2 separate regions of the Mus musculus genome follow, and region 2 is linked to region 1. A link is a contact called in public Hi-C data. All regions are on one chromosome and are shown on one strand. The core of a region is the stretch at or near the end of the contact, and the rest is flanking DNA. Distances in the headings are between cores, read along the strand shown.

Region 1 (3,760 bases), core at 922-3,421:
TTAACTGTGAAGACCTTTACAGACTTAGCCATCTAAAAGCACTTAGTGGACAATCTTACTTTTTTATGTTGGAAATGAAATATGTCACCATAGTTATGAATTGATTCATTTATAGTTTATGAGATCTACAAGCACACATACTCTGTTTACTGTAAAATATGTCCTGGTTTTCCTTGATGTAGAGACTGTATTAGAGATGTTTAGAAAAACAAGGAAGAGGTTTTAGATGTGAGTGTAAAGGGTGGTTCTTATTTATGCAATGAGTACTTGCATTGGACTTTGCTTCAATTCTGGTTTTATTACATGGATGTGATAAGTGGGCCTTTTGTAGAATATATAAACTATAACTTTTCTGACTACAGTTTATTCCTTTGGAATCTAAGGACATGTGGGTATTTCCCTTCATTTCCTTAAACCTTTATTTTGTGAAAAATATTTCCATTTTATTAACAGACTATAAGGCATATCTACAGTCTTATATCTTTTACTGTTTTCTTTTTCAAACACAAAGCAAAAAACTTTTGGTTTGAGGGTTCTTCTCCTTATCAGTGGCTCAAACCTTTCTCTCCTTACTTTTATAGAAGTAAATGTTCCACAAAGAAGACATTCTTAACAGTTGTTCATAGCACAGAATGCCATATTCCACCATTGAGTCTCAGTCCCCTCCTGATTACCCAGGAACCCATATCCTTAGGCATATATATCATGGGTATCAGCACTCAGCCTGTTATCATGCACATTCAAAGTGTTTGCTTCCTCCTGTAAATACAGAAAAAGGGAATCCTTTCTGCTTGTGCATTTGCTGGCTCTGTGTCAATTAAGATTAGGCCTTCCACATCTCATTGGAAAATATCTAGTGTTGCTTGCTGTCCTGTAGATTGAGAAGTCTTCACAACTTTCTCTGGTGAAGGTCACCCTGTTTGTTTTGCTCAAGGATCAATGGGTATATAGGCTGTTTTCTAGATTTTGGTATACACTTATAATAATTTTTATGCATGTTTCATCACTCGTCTCTTTCTTTGTCTCTTTTTAGACAAAGTCTGATTTTTCCTTTTTTTTTTCACTTATGATGATAATATCCCATTTCAAGGAATGTTGGGTAAATTAAAGACTTGATGCTTGTGATAAATCAAGGACATGTACATTGCCTCTGGGTCTTAGTAACAGCCCTCCTCTCAGGAAAACGTATTTTAAAAATTTCAGAGTAGGATAGGGGATTTCCAAGACCTTCACAAGGAGGTTCATGAATTCATACATCAGGAGTGCAGGATGGAGCAATGGGTACTCATGTAGTGATGTGTGAGTAGCTTGGGCCTGGTTCAGTCCACACTGTAACTATTCAGCATCCATTATTACCATGACAGCACTCAGTGTCCGGTTTTGCCGAGATCCCAAAGAATCATGCTGCAAGGATCCTAACACACCAGGAAAGCATCCTTCCTGTTTCTAAGAAATTCATGTGAGGTTATACTTTGTTTTTTTCACATTCATGGAACAAATCATTAGTCTATGTTGATGCAGGAGTTGATATGAAAATCTGGCTCTCATATGAAAAGAAGACAATAGACTTGCCATGAAAAAAAATGGCCAACTGCTTCACCAAAGTTTATCATTTGGAGAAATAAAGGTATTTTTCACAAACTTATGTTTATATTAGTATGTAATAGTTCTCCATGAGTTAAATAGCCATTTCTGCTTATAATTTAATTTTGTTATAATTTACATAAACAAGGGTTTCATTTTAATTATTCTTTTGAATCTTTGGTACATTTTTGTTTTGAGATCTTTATGCTATCTAACCAAGCCTTTAGGCTCACTGATTTCAGCCTCCCTCCCAGATGCTGAGGAAGCAGGCACCACCAGGCTTCCCTGCTCCTACTTGTTAAGCATAAGAATGGAGGTGCTTCTAACATAGAAGCTGATCATCGCTGGTCTGCCCCACTGTTCTCCACAAGTTTTGAAACTTGAAAGGTGATGCAGTTGGTATTAGTCTACTGAGTACTGTCTGGAAAGAGTATCTTATTCAAGTAAGAAAAATGACTAGATTCTTTCTTTAGGCCAACAGAAAGGAGGACTGGCCACGATGTGCGGGTTGTCTTCCCTGTGTGGGCATTCTCAGGGAGCAGTGACTAAAGTCATTGCTTTGTTAATCATTCCCAGGGAAGGGGTTGAGTTCCAAGTTGTAAAGTAAATTATGACAAAGCGAAATGTAAAGCCTTCAGGTGGACACTGGACCTGGTGTGTCATGTGGGTTAGAGTTTCCTGTCAGCCTCAGTGCAAACAAAGCTGTGACCCCTGGTGAGTCACCATCTCTCCAGGTCTCAGTGTCTTTGTTTTAAAGTGAAGGAGTTAAACATGATTCTCTGTGGAGTCTGCCCAATAACATGATAGAGACTTCCTTTAGAGGCTCAGAAGAGTTTCTCTTGATACAATGTCAATCTGATCTCTAATAATTTTGTTTTTCACGCACATCTCTCTAACTATATCCTTATCTGGGTGAAAAAAATCTCTGCCATGTCAGAGTGAGCATAGGTGGGGGTGACCTTTCATTGAAAAGTTGAGACATTTTTTGGTCCTGTTTTTTTAATCCAGTATTTCCTTTTATAAAATTCAACACCTGCTATGAATTCCTTGTTCTTTTTATTTGCATTATTCCTGGCTCACGCCGGTCATTCTGTTGACACAACACTGGCTGTTTATGGCGATAACCATAGTCACTTTGATAGTCTCATAATGCAGTGCTAACATTGACTTAGACTTTTGAATATAAAGTCCACTGTTTCAAAGGGCATAGACTCGTGGGTTCCAATACAAGCAATTAAGTACTTACCATACTCTGTAGTTTTCTTCATAACAGAAGAGAACATTTCAGTACACCTCAGGTCATTGCTTTTGTCAATCATCCTTGGCTTTTTTTTTTCCTTTTTAATTTAAATTTACTTTGTCGGATGACATAAAAGCCTCAGAATTCAAGAAGTTTGTGCCAAGTTTTCCCTATCAGTAAACTTTCCAGATAAGCTGCAGAGATATAAGAAACTACATGCTGAGAACTACAGAAACAGAGTGGATTTGGTGGAGGCATGTTGTGTGTGTGAACAGCGGTGGCAACTACCAGAAACGTATTCAGCCTTGCCTGGGACCTCGGGACTGAAAACATGCAGCATGCTGTCCCTTATTTGTCTCATGGTGTTTTGACTTCGAACATGGCTAACATATCTATATGTCTCATACTGTTTTGACTTTGAACATGGCTAACATATCACTATGTTACATACTGTTTTGACTTTAAAGATGGCTAACGTATCTACAATTTCTCTAGGCGAGTTTTTACAAAAACTGTTGTTGAGATGACTCTCAAATGAGACTTGCTTGTCCTGAAAGTTCAGTTACTTTCCTTTATATATGTTGTTTCTGGAGAATCTGTTGATCATTTTACTGGGAAAACAAACCAATATAAAACAAAACAAGCGTTCTATCGTGTACAAAGCACTGTGACAATGTATTTCTGTTAAGTCTTGCTTCTCACATTACAAATGTCTCGGATTTAAATCCCAGCACATCTGCCTTTTCACACTTAAACATGCTCTATTAAGTGTCATGCTTAGATATGAATATTGAACTAAAATCCATAGGTACAGTTAGAGTAATTAAGCAATTTCACCTTAAGGTAGTTTTCAACCTTGTGATCTGTTGGAACCAGGGCCTGGGGATTTATCACTTCTAGATTTGAAGCCTTTTGCTGTATTGAAATTCTGGGTGT
Region 2 (3,760 bases), core at 395-2,894, 72 kb after region 1:
TAGGTTAGGGAAATTTTCTTCTTTGATTTTGTTGAAGATGTTTTCTGGGCCTTTGAGCTGGGAATCTTCTTCTTCTATTCCTATTATTCTTAGGTTTGGTCTTTTCATGGTGTCCCAAATTTCCTGGATGTTTTGTGTCATGGACTTTTTAGATTTTGCATTTTCTTTGACTGATATATCAATTTCTTCTATCGTCTCTTCTACATCTGAGATTCTTCCTCTATCTCCTTATTCTGTTGGTGATACTTATGTCCATAGTTCCTACTCTCTTTCCTAGGTTTTCCAACCTCAGGATTGCCTCAGTTTGTGTTTTCTTTATTGCTTCTATTTCCCTATTCAGGCCTTGAATATTTTTATTCATTTTCTTTCTTTTGTTTTATTTTCCTGCATTTCCTTTAATTTATTTGCTTCTTCTTTTAATAACTCAACCTGTTTGAATGTATTTTCCTGTGTTTTCTTAAGGGATTTATTTATTCATGTCCTCTTTAAAGGCCTCTATCAACTTTATAAGATTGAATTTAAGATCTTCTTGTGTTTCAGTTTCATTAAGACATCTAGGGTTTGTTGTATCAGGATAGCTGGACTCTGGGTGTGCCATATTGTTCTGGGTCTTGATTTTGTCCTCACACTGTTCTTTAAGTATCTGTTTTTCCCTGGTGTTAGCTGGATGATCCTGATGGCAGCAGGACTTTTCAGGGAAGATGGGTAGAACTGTGGGTCAGACTGTGGAGGCCAGGTTAGGTTCTTCTTACTGTACTTCTGGCAGACCCTACTCTGCAGGCTGTGTCCCAGTGGGATGGTGAGCAGATCTGACTGAGATGGGATTAGTTGGGCAGGGTTCTAAGCTGGTTAATTTTGGGACCCTTGAATGTTTCCATTGGGAAGCAGGATGCTCTTGGGGTCTTGCGAAGTACCTCCAGACTGAAGAGCAAGCCCAGAGTTGGACAATGAGTCTCAGGGCACCATGCATCACTCACCTCAACTGGTGGTCCCAGGCAAACCAACTTGGATGGCCCCATTTGTCTTTCTTCAGGGCATTTATTTTTGTGATAGTGGTATATGTGTATGTGTGGGTACAAACAATTATGTGTACAGATGTATTCGTGGAGGCCAGAGACTAACAAACAGTGTCTTCCTCTATTGCTGTCCACTTTATTTTTTTGAGGCAGAGTCTGTCATTGAACTCATTGTTTCACTAACCTGATGGCCTTGGTGCTAACTGCCTATCTTCACAGATGCTCAGCCTTTTTTTGTGGATACTGAGGCTCTAAGCTCAGGTCTTCATGTTTGTGCAATATGTACTTTACCCAGTAGGCTATCTATTTTATCCATTTATATCAAACATTTTAAAATCAAGTCATTTGTGCAATGCTGGGAGGAATTGCAGTTTAGGTACTTGCCCTTGGGATCCATTTAGGGCTATTTTTTATATACTAGATTAAAGTATATAAATCTTCCCCTGCTGACAGGTAACTGCCAAATGTTACCAGCCCCACTGCTTCCCAAGGAATCTAAAGCACAGACTATATATTAACCTAGTGTTGTCAATGGCAACAAAGTGGGCAGTGTCAGAAAGGAGCTGAGTGTAACAAGGGCAGCAGTGCCAAAAGGACATTGTTGGTGAGGGCCAGAGAAGGCTCTGAAGGTCAGTATAGACCAGATCTGTTCCCACATGACCCTGTCCAGCTCCACACAGCAGGGCAGGAGCCTTGTGGTTAAAGATCATCACTTCTAGGGATTCCCTTATTTGTGTTTTGTCTGATACTCAATAGTTTCTCTTCCTTACCTTTTGCTCTCTGGGGCCAGGCTCCATGCCACTTCAGTACTCCAGGGGTCATCCTGTGCCTTCCCCTCTCCCTCATGTAGAATGCAAGCCATCTGTGTCTACTGTTGCAAAGTACAAGCTCCCTGTGTGCTTGGTGTTCCTGAGTTGCAGAAAGGCTGCATATGTAAATGTAACATGTTGTTTTTGTTTATGATAAAATGTACTAGTGTTGGCTACTACGGCTGCTAATAATGACGTGTGCTAACTATAGCAGGGTGGGGTGGGCAAGCTAAAAATAACAGTTTTCTTTCTCCTTCTTTGATGAGTGAGGAATTTGATTGTACTCGGTTTCTTAGTGTTAAAAAGTCACATCTAAGGAAGAGTACTATTGTTCCCAGGCATCTTCCTACCACATGACCCAGAGGAGGGGCTACAAATGAAAGAAAGTCAGGAATGCTCTGAAGCTCAGAAAGAAGAGACCTAGCTAATCTTAACTGTGGAGCAAGTCTAGTCAGGGTGTGCAGGACTGCGGCATCTGAGAAAGCCTGGCAGACAGGAGAGGAGAGGGGACAGCTGACAGTCGTGGTGAAAACAGAGCGTGGTTCACCACCCTTGCAGGCTAGCATGCCAATGGAGAGTTGGCTTGAGACTCTGATTGATGGGCGGAACAGAGAAAGAGGAGAGCTGAAGAGGTGCCAGGAATACATGTGTGAACCTCAGGTGAGCAGTGGAGGGAACACAACAGGGAGGAGCGCTCTGCAACAGGGAGGAGCACTCTGAAACAGGGAGGAGCTCTCCGCCTTGACACATATGGGGATGAAGGGCATGGAAGAAGCACATGGTGATTTGTACACTATTCTTTCCTATTTTTTTTTTAAGAACCACCATGCTTTTTTAAAGACATTTACATTGAATTTGAGAAACCCAGATTTTTTTTAAAATGTTCTTTAAGCAGTTAATTTTCTCCTCAAACAATCTTCAGATTCTCTCTTGGTGTGATATAGCAGTGCTGACCATAAATCTTTCCTGCTGGGAGTAACGAAGAACGTGTGTAGTTCTGTAAACTTGGGAGGCGCATGATACTTGCCTTGGTGACTTTATGGATATTAGGCTGGGATTGTGGTTAAGCTAATGAACTGAAAACCCAAGCTGATGGTCTCATCATTCACTTCAGCAGCCTGTCTTACATTTCAGGCTAATATCTATGTTTATACATGATTGCTTAACTGGAATCCTCTTGGCACGTTAACATTTTTCATATTAAACCCCATCTGAATTTTAATCGGCAAGGTTTTTTGCAGTTTATTGAGAATAATTTTAAATTATTAAATATTTTGAGACAGGGTCTCTTGTATCCTAAGCTTGTCTCAGACTCTGTGTCCATGATGGTCTGGGACTCCAGATCTTTCTGACTCTGCCTCCTAAGTGCTAGGATTCCAGGTGTGCACCACCATGTCCAGTATATGCAATGCTGAAAATCAACTTAGGCTATTGCCTATGCTAAGCAAGCACTCTGTTGAGCCATCTCTACCCACAGTTTTTCTCTGAAATTATGGTGTCAGGGAATCTTTTATTTAAAATTATATTGTAATTATAATATGACATAACAATAAACATATACTGAAAATTTACATAGATGCCTAGGTTTCTGTATGGGTTGAAGCAATTCCGTTCTTTGGAACCAACCACTCATTTTTGTGCACTGTTGTTAACTATAGCAAAAACACATAGTCTTGTAACAAACCCATTGTATGGTATAGATTGATTAGTTTAGAGTAGTGACTCAGATACAGAAAGACTGGAATCCTTTTTGAAGGCATGTCTAAATGAGTAACCCTGGAAATGACAAAATACTGTTTTGAGTTCCTAGAATAATATACATGCTTCCTTCTGTGTAATATTTTTTCTTTATTTCTAAGTGAGGAAATGGAGTTAGCATACCATGTTGGGGGGGGGGGGCGGGAACACCACAGTGAAGGGGCTTTTTAAGAGATT

What was found. A called contact is a pair of places that touch in the nucleus more often than the background predicts.
Region 2: a contact with region 1 is called in a Hi-C map of liver, with 1.8 times the contacts expected there. The contact joins two enhancer-like sites. A contact is called at or near these places in 3 of 39 promoter capture datasets (hippocampal neurons and liver), 8 of 484 Hi-C or Micro-C datasets (cerebral cortex, liver, muscle stem cells and 3 more), 2 of 115 datasets of contacts at active chromatin or transcription factors (embryonic stem cells and intestinal villus epithelium) and 2 of 9 other capture datasets (adipose tissue and liver).

What each region holds. Positions count from the first base shown.
Region 1 is chr8:76,910,665-76,914,424 of GRCm38.p6, forward strand. All of the region lies in intron 2 of Nr3c2 (nuclear receptor subfamily 3, group C, member 2), which reads left to right. Among named protein-coding and RNA genes, the nearest start is that of Nr3c2, 10 kb to the left of the region's middle. Within about 2 kb of position 2,172, at least 30 of the 459 cell types and tissues checked have an H3K27ac peak or open chromatin away from gene starts, as enhancers often do. A contact at or near this core is called in liver, where this site is marked.
Region 2 is chr8:76,982,702-76,986,461 of GRCm38.p6, forward strand. All of the region lies in intron 2 of Nr3c2 (nuclear receptor subfamily 3, group C, member 2), which reads left to right. Among named protein-coding and RNA genes, the nearest start is that of Nr3c2, 82 kb to the left of the region's middle. Within about 2 kb of position 1,645, at least 8 of the 459 cell types and tissues checked have an H3K27ac peak or open chromatin away from gene starts, as enhancers often do. A contact at or near this core is called in liver, where this site is marked.